2 separate regions of the Mus musculus genome follow, and region 2 is linked to region 1. A link is a contact called in public promoter capture Hi-C data. All regions are on one chromosome and are shown on one strand. Each heading gives the region's core, a stretch centred on a gene start, on an enhancer-like site or on the middle of the called end of the contact. The rest is flanking DNA. Distances are from core to core; before and after follow the strand shown. Region 1 holds the start of Hsbp1 (heat shock factor binding protein 1). Region 2 holds the start of Mthfsd (methenyltetrahydrofolate synthetase domain containing).

What was found. Capture Hi-C pulls out chosen DNA fragments and counts their contacts.
Region 2: a contact with region 1 is called in a promoter capture Hi-C map of liver, with 2.5 times the contacts expected there. The contact joins the promoter of Mthfsd here to the promoter of Hsbp1 in region 1. A contact is called at or near these places in 3 of 484 Hi-C or Micro-C datasets (CD4 T cells and the G1E-ER4 cell line) and 1 of 9 other capture datasets (liver).

What each region holds. Positions count from the first base shown.
Region 1 is chr8:119,340,356-119,345,957 of GRCm38.p6, reverse strand. Hsbp1 (heat shock factor binding protein 1) reads right to left here and starts at 1,420. Exons shown (of 4, transcript NM_024219.1): 1 at 1,338-1,420; 2 at 956-1,022; 3 at 225-345. The coding sequence starts at 1,382. The coding sequence ends at 227.
Region 2 is chr8:121,106,754-121,112,283 of GRCm38.p6, reverse strand. It overlaps Mthfsd (methenyltetrahydrofolate synthetase domain containing), which reads left to right and starts at 3,947. Exons shown (of 9, transcript NM_001372381.1): 1 at 3,947-3,996; 2 at 5,311-5,414. The coding sequence starts at 3,981.

The sequences.
Region 1 (5,602 bases), core at 171-2,670:
TGCTCGCTCAGGTCGGCCTGAAGATTTATTATTATAGATAAGTACACTGTAGCTGTCTACAGACTCACCAGAAGAGGGCGTCAGATCTCACTTCGGGTGGTATTTCAAAAACTTGGGAGTTCACCGGTGGGGAGGAGAGAGGTCTCCTGATAACCGATCAACGACACCCCCCCACCCCGTCGCACTGACGGGCGTTTTACGCTGAGGTAACCCCCCCCCCTCACCTTCAACTCTTCTGGGCAGTAGGAATCTTGTTTTCAGGGTCCAGTTCTTCTACTCCAGCCTGGGTCATGAGGTCAGCGATATTCTTCTCCAGGTCGTCAATCCGACTGCTCATGTCATCTAGTGGCACAGTTAAAGAGCCCGCACGGCAGCATCACCTCACCTCGGCCTCTCCCCCCCAGGCCCCCGCCCACTGGTTTAAACAGCTGCTTCCCCAGTTTCATCTGGCTACAGTGACAGCCTGGCGGTCGGGGTTCGGGGGGACTGGGGTGAGTTTTCTTCCCTACACCTCCAACTCTAGAAGTACTCCCAGACAACGGTTACCATGCAAACCCCTTTACTGGTGTTCTGGAGGGGCACCAACAAGGGCTTGGGGTAGGTCTCGCTGTGTCTCTGGCTCTTGGCACAGTCCTCCACGGGAACACAATATAGCCAAGATCAGGAAAGACACTTCTAAGTGGGGACGGGGAAAAGGCTCGGCCGTTAAGAGCACGCGAGGCTCCTGCAGAGGGCACGAGTGTACTGGGCAGTTCACAACCGCCTGTTACTCCAGCTCCAGGGGATCCAACGCCTCTGGTCTCAGTCACTCCCAGTACCCCCTTATACATATAATTAAAAATAATAAACCCTTTGTAAAAAAAAAGGCAATTTCTAAATGACTAACTGAAATCTGTTTGTAAACCACCCCGCTCACCCCCACAGTTAAGAAACTGCCTCCAAATCAAAAGGATATTCCTTCCGATGATCTGGTCTGACATGATCTGAAACTTGTCTTGCATCTGCTGCAAGAGCGTCTCCACCTAAGAGAAACCAGGACAAGTCAGCCGATCCCAACCTATGCCGAGACCCCCTTCCTGGGACCGGCGTTGGGGAGCCGAGGACGCAGGCATGAAGGGGGGGTGGGGTGGTGGTGGTTCCCGGCTGGAGTGTGAGGCCTTCAGCAAGGGCCTGCCAGCTCGGATCGGTGTCCCTGCGGGTCAGGTCCGGAGGGTCCGGGTCGGGGCCGACCGGAGGGCGAGCCCCGCAGGTGCGCGGGCCGAGGCCGCTGGCCACACCCCACGCCAGGGCCGAGAGCGGCCCCGGGGTGTCCAGGCCCATATGAGGCTGCCGCTTACCACCAAGGTGATGTCCTGCATGGTCTTGGGGTCCGTCTCGGCCATCTCCCCGGTGCCCAGCTTGGCGGCGATGTCTCGGAACCGTCACCTACACTTCGGTTTCTCGGCGCAGACGCCCACAAGCCGACAGTTCTCGCGACTACACGGTCACGGGACCGCGAGGCATTGTGGGTGTTGTAGTTTCTGCCACGCACCGGAAGGTCCTAGGAGGCTTCAGATTGTCCTGCCTGCGGATAAGCTACGCCCCCCAGTTCTTAGCTCCGCCTTCATCTTCCGCCCAGTTCCACCCTGAAGGCTGAACCGAGAGGAAGAGGAGGAGAAAACGCCGGAAATGGACCAAAATTGTGGGGATTAGCGTTGGCTTCTTCCATGGATGTAGTTAGGCACTCAGGCCTTGCAAGGCGAAGCCGGTGACGAGCTTGCTTCAAAGTCTGACACTGTGAGTTCAATCTCTGTGATCCACATGTTGGAAGCAGAAACTCGATTCCCACAAATTGTGTGTGCACTGCTGTGACATGCATGCATACACACATAAACATACACACAAAATAAGAAAGTGTTCTGTTACTACTAAAAAACATTAGGGGGCTGGAGAGATGGCTCAGCGGTTAAGAGCACTCACTGCTCTTCCAGAGGACCCGGGTTCTATTCCCAGCACCCACAGGGTAGCTCACAACTCCAAATCTAGGAGACCCAACAACCTCACACAGACAAAACACAGTGCAGGCAGTGGAGGAGGCTGGGATAGAATATCGTGGTCATTTGAATACAAATGGCCCCATAGGCCCATAGGGACTGGCCCTATTAGGAGGTTTGGCCTTGTTGGAGTAGGTGTGACCTTGTTGGAGGAGGTGTGTCACTAGGAGGCGGACTTTGGGGTTTCAGAAGTTCAAGCCTGGCCAGTGTCCTGCTGTGTGTGGATCCAGATGTAGAACTCTCAGCTCCTCTTCCAGCACCATGTCTGCCTGCACATGCCATGCTTCCTGTCATGATGATAGTGGACTAGTCCTCTGAACTGTAAGCCAGCCCCAGTTAAATATTTTCTTTTATGAGAGTTGTTGTGGGTATGGTGTCTCTTCACAGCAATAGATGTCCTAACTAAGACAGATCCAATTCTTTACATTTATGGACTGGAGTGGGGGTGTCTCTGAGTCTAGCAAACCAGTGAAGGTACGCGGCGTTAGGATATAAGGTCCGATTGTTCCACCCTACCTTGGGGCTGTTATAGGGAGTTGGGCAGCTTAAGGAAGACTCTAGACAGGGCAGGAGGAGTGGCTGATCCCCTCTGCAGAGCCAACACCGGCCAGAGTTCTCCATGTTCCTACGTTACAGTGAATTGTACAGGCACATGGATGGCTACAGGCCAGGAGACAGTTTAGTAAAGGAGAGAAACAGGGAACTCCAGCGTCCACCAGACCCAGGCTGAGGCCCAGCTTCAAAAGGGACCAGGTCTGTGACCTTCCCTAAGTTATTTACTTACCGTGTGTTCTTCTTCAGCAGCATCTGGGAAAGTTTTCAAAATTCTGCTTTCTGTTGAGTGAGGACCCCAACTTCCAGTCCCACAGAATGGCCCCTGACTATTTGTCTGCAACTGACACACAAGCTTGGTCTCAGGACTGTGTTTTGGGGTGAGGGTGGGGTAACTGCAGTTTGTTTAGCTGAAGGAAGACTAAGTCTTATTAGCATTGGTAACTAAGGTGGGTCAGGCCTGGCCAGGGAGATAGATGTGTGGTTCAGCTGTCTTCCCCAGTTGTCATCTGACCACATCCTCCCCAGCCCCCTCTCCCTCTCCCCCAACCTCAATTCACACGGAGGACTCCCTTCCCATGGTAGACAAGCAAAGCGATTGTGTGTGTGTGCACGCACGTGTGTGCATGTGTCCAGGAATACAGGCACCCTCAGAATCCAGAAGAGGGTGTTGGGTCCCTGGAGCTGGAGTTACAGACAATTGTGAGCAGCCCAGTATGGGTGCTGGGAATCAGACTCAGGTCCTCTCAACTGTGAGCCATTTTTCCAGCCTCTGCCTCCTCCCCTCTTTCCTTCCTAGGACACTGGCAGTTGTTGGCTTTGTTTGTTTGAATTTTTCTTCATCTAAACTGCAAACTTGACCCTCCTGAGTGATAGATTAATTTTCTTCTTATACTTAAGGACAGATGTGATTTCTGGTGTGTTAAGTCTCTCTTCTCTTCTCTTTCTCTTCTCTTCTCTTCTCTTCTCTTCTCTTCTCTTCTCTTCTCTTCTCTTCTCTTTTTGAGACAGGGTTTCTCTGTGTAGCCCTGGCTGTCCAGGAACTCACTCTGTAGACCAGGCTGGCCTCGAACTCAGAAACCCACCTGCCTCTGCCTCCCAAGTGCTGGGATTAAAAGCGTGCAGCACCACTGCCTGGCCACAAAAACCCTCTCTACACTTAGGGCTGTTGCCCTCTTTGTGGGAGGCTGATAGGGAGCACACATGAGTTTTGTTCTGTTAATGAAGCTGCTGTGCATATATGCAGAGACCTGGATTAATTTTAAGTTGTAATTCCCATCTCTGTGTTCGGGACAACTTGGGTTTACAAGCGCTTGCTTTGATGGCTTTTGGTTCATGCTGGGCCATTCTTCATACTTCTGTCTTGCATTTAAATAAAGGAGGACCCTAGTGTGTAGATTTTTTTTTTCTTCTTCTTCAGTAATAGGGATTGAACCCTACAGGTTTCGATATGACAGGTAAGTTCTGTATCTGTCACTGAGCTATATTCCCCGTCGTCTTTTTAAAAAATTACATTTGCTTAGGTTTTTATTTTACTTTATGTATATGGATATTTTGTATGCATATATGTCTGTGGCACCTCCCACATGCCTGGTGCCTGTGGAGGCCAGAAGATGGTGTCAGATCCTCTCTCTCTCTCTCTCTCTCTCTCTCTCTCTCTCTCTCTCTGTGTGTGTGTGTGTGTGTGTCTTCTTGCTCAGGGAGGCAAGAGGTGCTGGATTTCTGGGGAGCTGGAATTGCAGGTGGTTGTGAGTGGTGTGAGACTCAGGTCCTCTGTGGGAACATTATGCTTTCTTAATGGGGAGCTGTCTTTCCAGCCCTCTGGGTGTATCTCTGAGGGAGTGTCATAGGGTTAACAAGAAGGATGACCCACCTTGATTGTGGGTCCAGGACTGAATAATCAGGAGAAAGTGAACTGAGCTTTGTAGTCATCGCTCTCTGCTTCCTGACTGTGGATGCCATGTGACCAGCTGCCTCAAGCTCCTGCTGCTGTGCACCCCCCACTGTGATGAACTGTACCCTCAAACTGGGAACCCAAAGAATTCCTTTGTCCTCTGAGCTTCTTTTGTTGGCTAGTTTATCTTAGTAACAAGACAGGTAGCTGATACACAGGAAGTGAGGGCTCATCTTCCCAGTACCTAGGGTGGCTCCTGCCCTTTCACAGGGCATCCCTAACCTCTCCAGGTTTCCCCAACCTGCTATGTCATCCCTCTTTCTCCCAGAGGATGACTTTATGTTCTAAGGAGAAAATCACCCATAGAAGATAAAGGCTCTTGATCACAGCCCCGACCTCATCTTTGCCATCACGGGCTCCTCAGGGAATGCAGGGCTTTGCACAGTTGGGGTAGAGGTCTGCCAACCAATCAGTCAGCCAGCTAACCAATCAATAAGCCTACCACCTAGCCACCCACCCATCCAACCAGCCAATCACCCAACAAGCCAGCCAGTCAGCCAGCCAACCAACCAATAAACCACCCACTAACCAACCAACCAACCAACCAATCAACCAACCAACTAATCAACCAACCAACCAACCAACCAGCTGAACCCAGAGAAAAACCCAGAATAAAATGGAGGAGGAAGTGGAGGAGGAGGAGGAAAGGGGGGAGGGGGAAGAAGAAGAAGAGGAAGGAAGCAAGCAGCAGCTGTCACTAATAGTAAATCCAGATGCCCCTCCTGTTTCACCTTCCTGAGTGCTGAGATCAGAGGTGTGCATCACCCCCCCTGGCTTTTCTTCTCAGAACACAATTAAAGGCAGCTGTCCGTTTCTCTACCTTCTTGTTATTGTTTTGCTTCTCATTGTATTTATTTTGACTTTGCTCCAAAGTGATAATGATTTTTCTCTTGTGGCAATTTTCTTTTAAAACGAATAGAAGTAAAATTATAAATCCATTTTCACTTTATTATATTTATTTGTGTGTATGTATGCATGTGTGCGTGCGCACAAGCCACAGCTTGAGTGTAGAGCCCAGAGGAAAACTCGGGGGAGTTCTCTTCTTCCACTTGGTAGGTTCTGG
Region 2 (5,530 bases), core at 2,698-5,197, 1.8 Mb before region 1:
CGGAGCTGCTGTTGGTTGGTTGAGTGATTGAGACAGCATTTCTCTGTCTGTGTAGTCCTGGCTGTCCTGGAACTCTCTGTAGACCAGGCTGGTCTCAAGCTTAGAGATCTGCCTGCCTCTGCCTCTTGAGTGCTGGGACTAAAGGTGTGCCCCACCACTGCCTCGCCTCAGAGCTACATATTTTTTTTTAGATTATTTATTTATTTATTTATTTAATGTATATGAGTACACTGTTGCCCAGAAGAGTGAATCAGATCCCATTACAGATGGTTGTGAGTCACCCTGTGTTGCTGGGAATTGAACTCAGGACCTCTGGAAAAAACCTTTCTCGGGACAAAAGTCTCACTTCTTGATGGGTCCTAAGTCATTTTAGTGAGAATTTTCTAGAAGTAGCCACAGTAAAGGAAAGGGTGGGGATAGGAGTTACAAGACATTAAAGATCCCAGAGACTCCATGCCACGTTTGATGCCACATGGCAGAAAGCATAACAAAGGGCAGGTCTGAGGCATTTGGAATCCAGAGTGTGCCCTGGACAGCCGTCTTCCCCAGGTTGAGATTCCTGAGTGAGATAGGACTTGTGCTCAGATAAGAACACGCCCTGCCTGTAGCAAGCACATGTCAAAATATTTAGAGCTAATGTCACAGCCTCTGCAACTTTTAAAGTATTTGAAAAGGGTTGTGTCATGGAGCAGAGCAATTGCCAGGCACTCGGGGCCCTGATTTCCATCCCAGCGCTTTGGAAGAAGACAGGGATAGAGGAAGGGAAGGAGGAAGGAGAGAAGGAAGTGGGGGGGGGGGAGAAAGAAGCAAAGGGTGGAGGGGAAGGGAGGGGAAAGTAAGTACTTGACTAGTGATGGGTGGGACTTTAGCCTGTTTTCAATAAATACTCTGACAAAGGAAATTTCAGCTCACAGTTCCTCAATTTTCAGCAGTAGTGGCAATGTGGCGGGAGGGGGACAGAGACACGACAGGAACTACACACTATAGCCACAGTGAAGGGAGCCAGGGTGACCACCTGGGGGCTGGTGTTCAGCTCTGCTCTGTTTCACACAGTCCAGGACCCCAGTCAGGGAATGTGATGCCCACCACAGTGTTGGATCCTCCCCCCCACTACCCACCCCCAATTAATGCCTCCAAGATAATCCCCCCACACACAAGTTCCCAGTCCCCTCTCCCAAGTGAGCCTAGAGTCTGTCAAACTGACAGTGGACACTAAGTATCACAGCTGACAGAAATAGGAAGCCGGAGTCTCATGAATGTAACAAAATGTATCAAAATGTAACAAAATAGGGGCTTTTGAACTTAGTGCCTCCATTGTAGCAGCCCTGAGATTTTTCTGTAAATTAGGAAAATTTTAAAAATCAAAATATCATTATAATTCTGAAAATAGAACAGAAATGAGGCAGAGAGTAAAGGTCTTTCCACCCCAGTCAGTGGATGGAGAATGTTCAAGAACCTCCTAGGGTCCCCTCTCCCACTGCTCTGGGATTTTCTAAGACTCAGGCCATGAATAGCTGAGAGCTGTACTCAACCTCCCCAGTTTGGACTAGTGTCTCAAAGTGACAAGAAGATGGATTCTGGGACAATAAGATGCACATGGACTGGGCAGAGCCGGGGCACGGTGGGGATCAAGCCACTGCCTGGACATGGCACCTGCTTTACCTTTAGGAGTGACAAAGCCAGGATCACGGTCACTTTGCTTCAGCCAGGACCATCTCCAGGCCCATCGCACCCGCTGAGTCTTTGCCGTCCATCACATTATCACATTCAGGTACTTGACACGCGCGGCCCTTTACCCTCTTCCATTTTTTTCCAGCTACGCCAGTTCAGTGTGGTGGGAACTGCTTGTATCTGCTGCCAGGCCACACTACAGCAGAAGGAGAGGGAATCTGGGCAGGCTAGACGCCATGTTGTTAGGATCTCTTCCTATTTTAATTAAAAAATGTTTTGCATTTATGTGTCCGGGGGAGGGGGACACGCACCAGGTTGACTGTGCTGAGGTCATAGGGCAGCTTCCAGGAGTCAGAAGTCAGCTCTGTCCTTCCAACATGTAGGTCCTGGACTCTGAGGTCTTGCCTCATAATCCAAAATAAATAAATAAATAAATAGATGATTGTTAAAACCCTGCTGGAGAGGTGTCCTCTCCTCTTCCAGGGAAGCATGTTTAATCTAAGAGAGGGTTTCAGGGGACTGGGGGGGGGGGGCAGCCTGGTGTCCATGCAGAAGGTGCTGTGAAAAGTCCAGATCCCAGTCCTTTCTCTGAGGACAATCTGACAGTAATGATAATTCTAGGAATCAGAGGACACCGGACAGGACACTGCTCCATGATTCAGTCAGAGGCATTTGGAGTTAGAAAGGGCTCAGTCAGTAAAATGCTTGCCTTGTCAGAGGCACCCATGTTAAAGTTTAAAAATAAAAATCTGGGTATGTCAGTGTGCACTTGAAAATCTAGCAAAGACAGGCTGATTCCTGGCAGTGGGTCAGAAAACAAGCTGGGTGGCTCTTGAGGGTGTCACCAGCTTCTTCACACCTGCACACATAGGAAGCATGACTCCAAAACACACACACACACACACACACACACACACACACACACACACACGCAAGAACATGCAAGCTGAGGTGCGGTGACACTGGGCTGTACTCCTAGCACATGGGAGTTTGGGAGGTTGAGGCAGGAGGATTGTGAGTTCAAGGTCAGGACAGAGTACAACCCTGTCTCAAAACACCTAAAGGAACAGGAAGAGACAGAAGAAAGGAAGAAATGAGGGAGGAAGAGGAAGAGAAAAAGGAAGCTGGGGTTGGGGAAGGGCAGGAAAGGCAAACATTAGCCAGGCATGGTGGCTCACAACTTCACAGCCCTTGGGAGAAGAGACAAGTGGGTCTGTGGTTTCAAGGCCAGCCAGGGCTGCATAGTCAGACCCTGTCTCAAAAAAAAAAAAAAAAAAAGTGTACTAATCATTTTGGTGATTAGTGGGCAGGAAGGACTGAGTGCTAACAATCTCTAACCAACCGGGGAATCCGTGAAGATGGCACCCATGACGCCACCTTTCTCAGGTACAGGGCAGTTCAGGGAAGCCTTGTCTGTTCAAGGTGCAAAGGCAAAGCTGCAAAACAGACACTAGCTGCCCTTACATCCCCCAATCAGACAATAGCTGCCCTCACATCCCCCAATCAGAGGCTAGGATGTGTGGAGCTGAGTGGCCAGTGCAGACTTGTACATCCTTAGCCCAACAGATGCTCCAAATGCACAGTATGCTGACTACAAGCATTGGGAACACACACACACACACACACACACACACACACACAAAATCGACCAAGCTGTCCCTGACTTACAACCCTCTTCATTTCAGGAGTGCCTTTCCTTTATAAACAGTCTTTATTTTTATGTCTAACCACGTGTTCCTGGTACAATTCATGGTACAGAAAAGAAAGTTGGAAACCCTAGATCCACTCCTATAAACAGGTTTCCTTGTTAACCTTGAATTTCAAGGGATGTTTCTATAGGTACTATACATACTCGCACACACACACACAGAGCTTGTGAAGCTCAAAAGACAACTTTCGGGAGTCATTTTTCTCCTTTTACCCTGTGTGGGTCCTGAGAATCGAACTCAAGTTGTCAGGCTTAGCAACAAGCGCCTTTATCTCGCTGAACCATCTCGTCCGCCCTAGAGTGTTATATGTTCCATACGGTATAAATGTATGCGTGTTGTGTGCGTGTGTGTCTCGGGAAATCCTGGGCATCCGCGTTGCAAGGCAGTTCCAGCGGTGACCTCTGGTCCTCTAATGCGTCGGTGCTACTACTGCAGGGAACCCCAAACCCAGAACGGGAGTCCGCCCACTGCACCAACCGCGCGTGCGCGAACCTTGCGGGTCACTAGCTTCAGTGCGCAGGTGCAGCACGAAGCGCTGGCGTCTGGCGTCACTAGCGCGCGGGGACATGCTACGGGGCGTCGCTCGGTGACGTGTTAGCCATGGAGACCCAGGAGGGTGAGGAAGACCGAGGGTGATGGGGAAACCGAGGCTGGGACGGCGCGGTTGTTCCCGTGGTCCGCATGCGTGGGGGAGGACGCGGCTCGGCCTGGTACGGCTGGGACGCCGAGGCTGGCAGCCGGGAGGGAGGATCAGTCCCATCCTCGCCTTGCTTGGCTGGACAGGTTTTAGCCAGCCAGGCTGGGGAGGTCGCGCAGCGGCGGCGAGCACTCGCCCAGCAGGCACCCGGCCCGCGCTGCAAAGCGTTCTCGACAAGTGCACCGGCCGCGAAAGTAGGGAAGGCAACCATTGCTGGTCAGTGGGGTCTGCTGGTGCAAACGCTGTGATACCAGCAGGAGAGAGAGGGAGGAAGGGAGAGAGAGGAGAGAAGTGAAAGAGGAGAGCGAGCGGGAGAGGAAGGGAGGGAGGTGGAGAAGAGAGGAGGGAGAAAGGCCCAGCAAGCCTATGCGGTGACTCACAAGTCCAGTTCCACGGGAAGGGACCCAGTGCCCTCCCGCACCTGCATGCACACCCCGCCGGTTCGGTTGCTGGCGGTGCACATATACAATAAATACATCTTTGTGCTTTGTTTTGTTTTGTTTTCTTCGAGTCAGGGTTCCTCTGTGTAATCCTGGCTGCCCTAGAATTCACTCTGTATTTCAGGCTGGCCTCAAAATTTAGAGATTTAGAGCGCCTCTGCCTCCCAAGAGCTCGGATTAAAGGCTTGCACCAGCTATAAATATCAAGGAAGACAAATGTACTTTCTATACGCCTGCCTTGTGAGGTTTGTAAGGTCATTTGTAAGATTTAACAGTTTAAAGGACATGTTGGGAGTGTGGCTCAGTGATAGTGTTCTTGCTTAGCACACTTAAAGCCCCAGGTGTGACCCACTGGATCACTAACTAGTTCAAAAGATGACCTTCTAGCCAGACCTGGTGGCACACCCGTAACCTCACTATTTGGGGGCTGAAGGAAGAGCACTTAAAGGTTCAAGCCCCATTTTGATCAGAGAGACACCCTGCCTCAAAAAGGTGTGTAGCTCACTCGTAGAGAGCTTGCCTGGGATGCAGGAACCCCTAGCACTGCCGAGGAAAGACTACAGATTGATTTACAGTTGGTTTCAGTGTGTTCCAGCTTCCTAGCAGAAATGAAGGTGCTTCTCTCAACTGGCCAGGGAGCTCGAGGGAAAACTAATACTTTTGGTTATCTTAAGCTGGTCTGACTCGGTCGCAAATTCCTATGCAAGTGGTGTCACAGTGGCAGGTATAGATGTGCCCACGTGCATTATGGGATTGCTTCTTAGCAGTACGTCACAGTCCTTCCTTCTTGTAGGTGTCTCCAAACAAAGCATACGTGAACGGATTTGGGACTACATGGAATCCCATGATATAGCTGACTTTCCCCGACCCGTTCATCACAGGATCCCCAACTTCAAGGTACAGAAGTGTCCCTGGCATTGTTAGAAAGGGATTAGGCTATTTGTGCCAGTGACATAGCTCCACTGCTTTCTGGTGGGACGGATTTGGGGGGCACAGTGTGCGGAGGCAGAGTC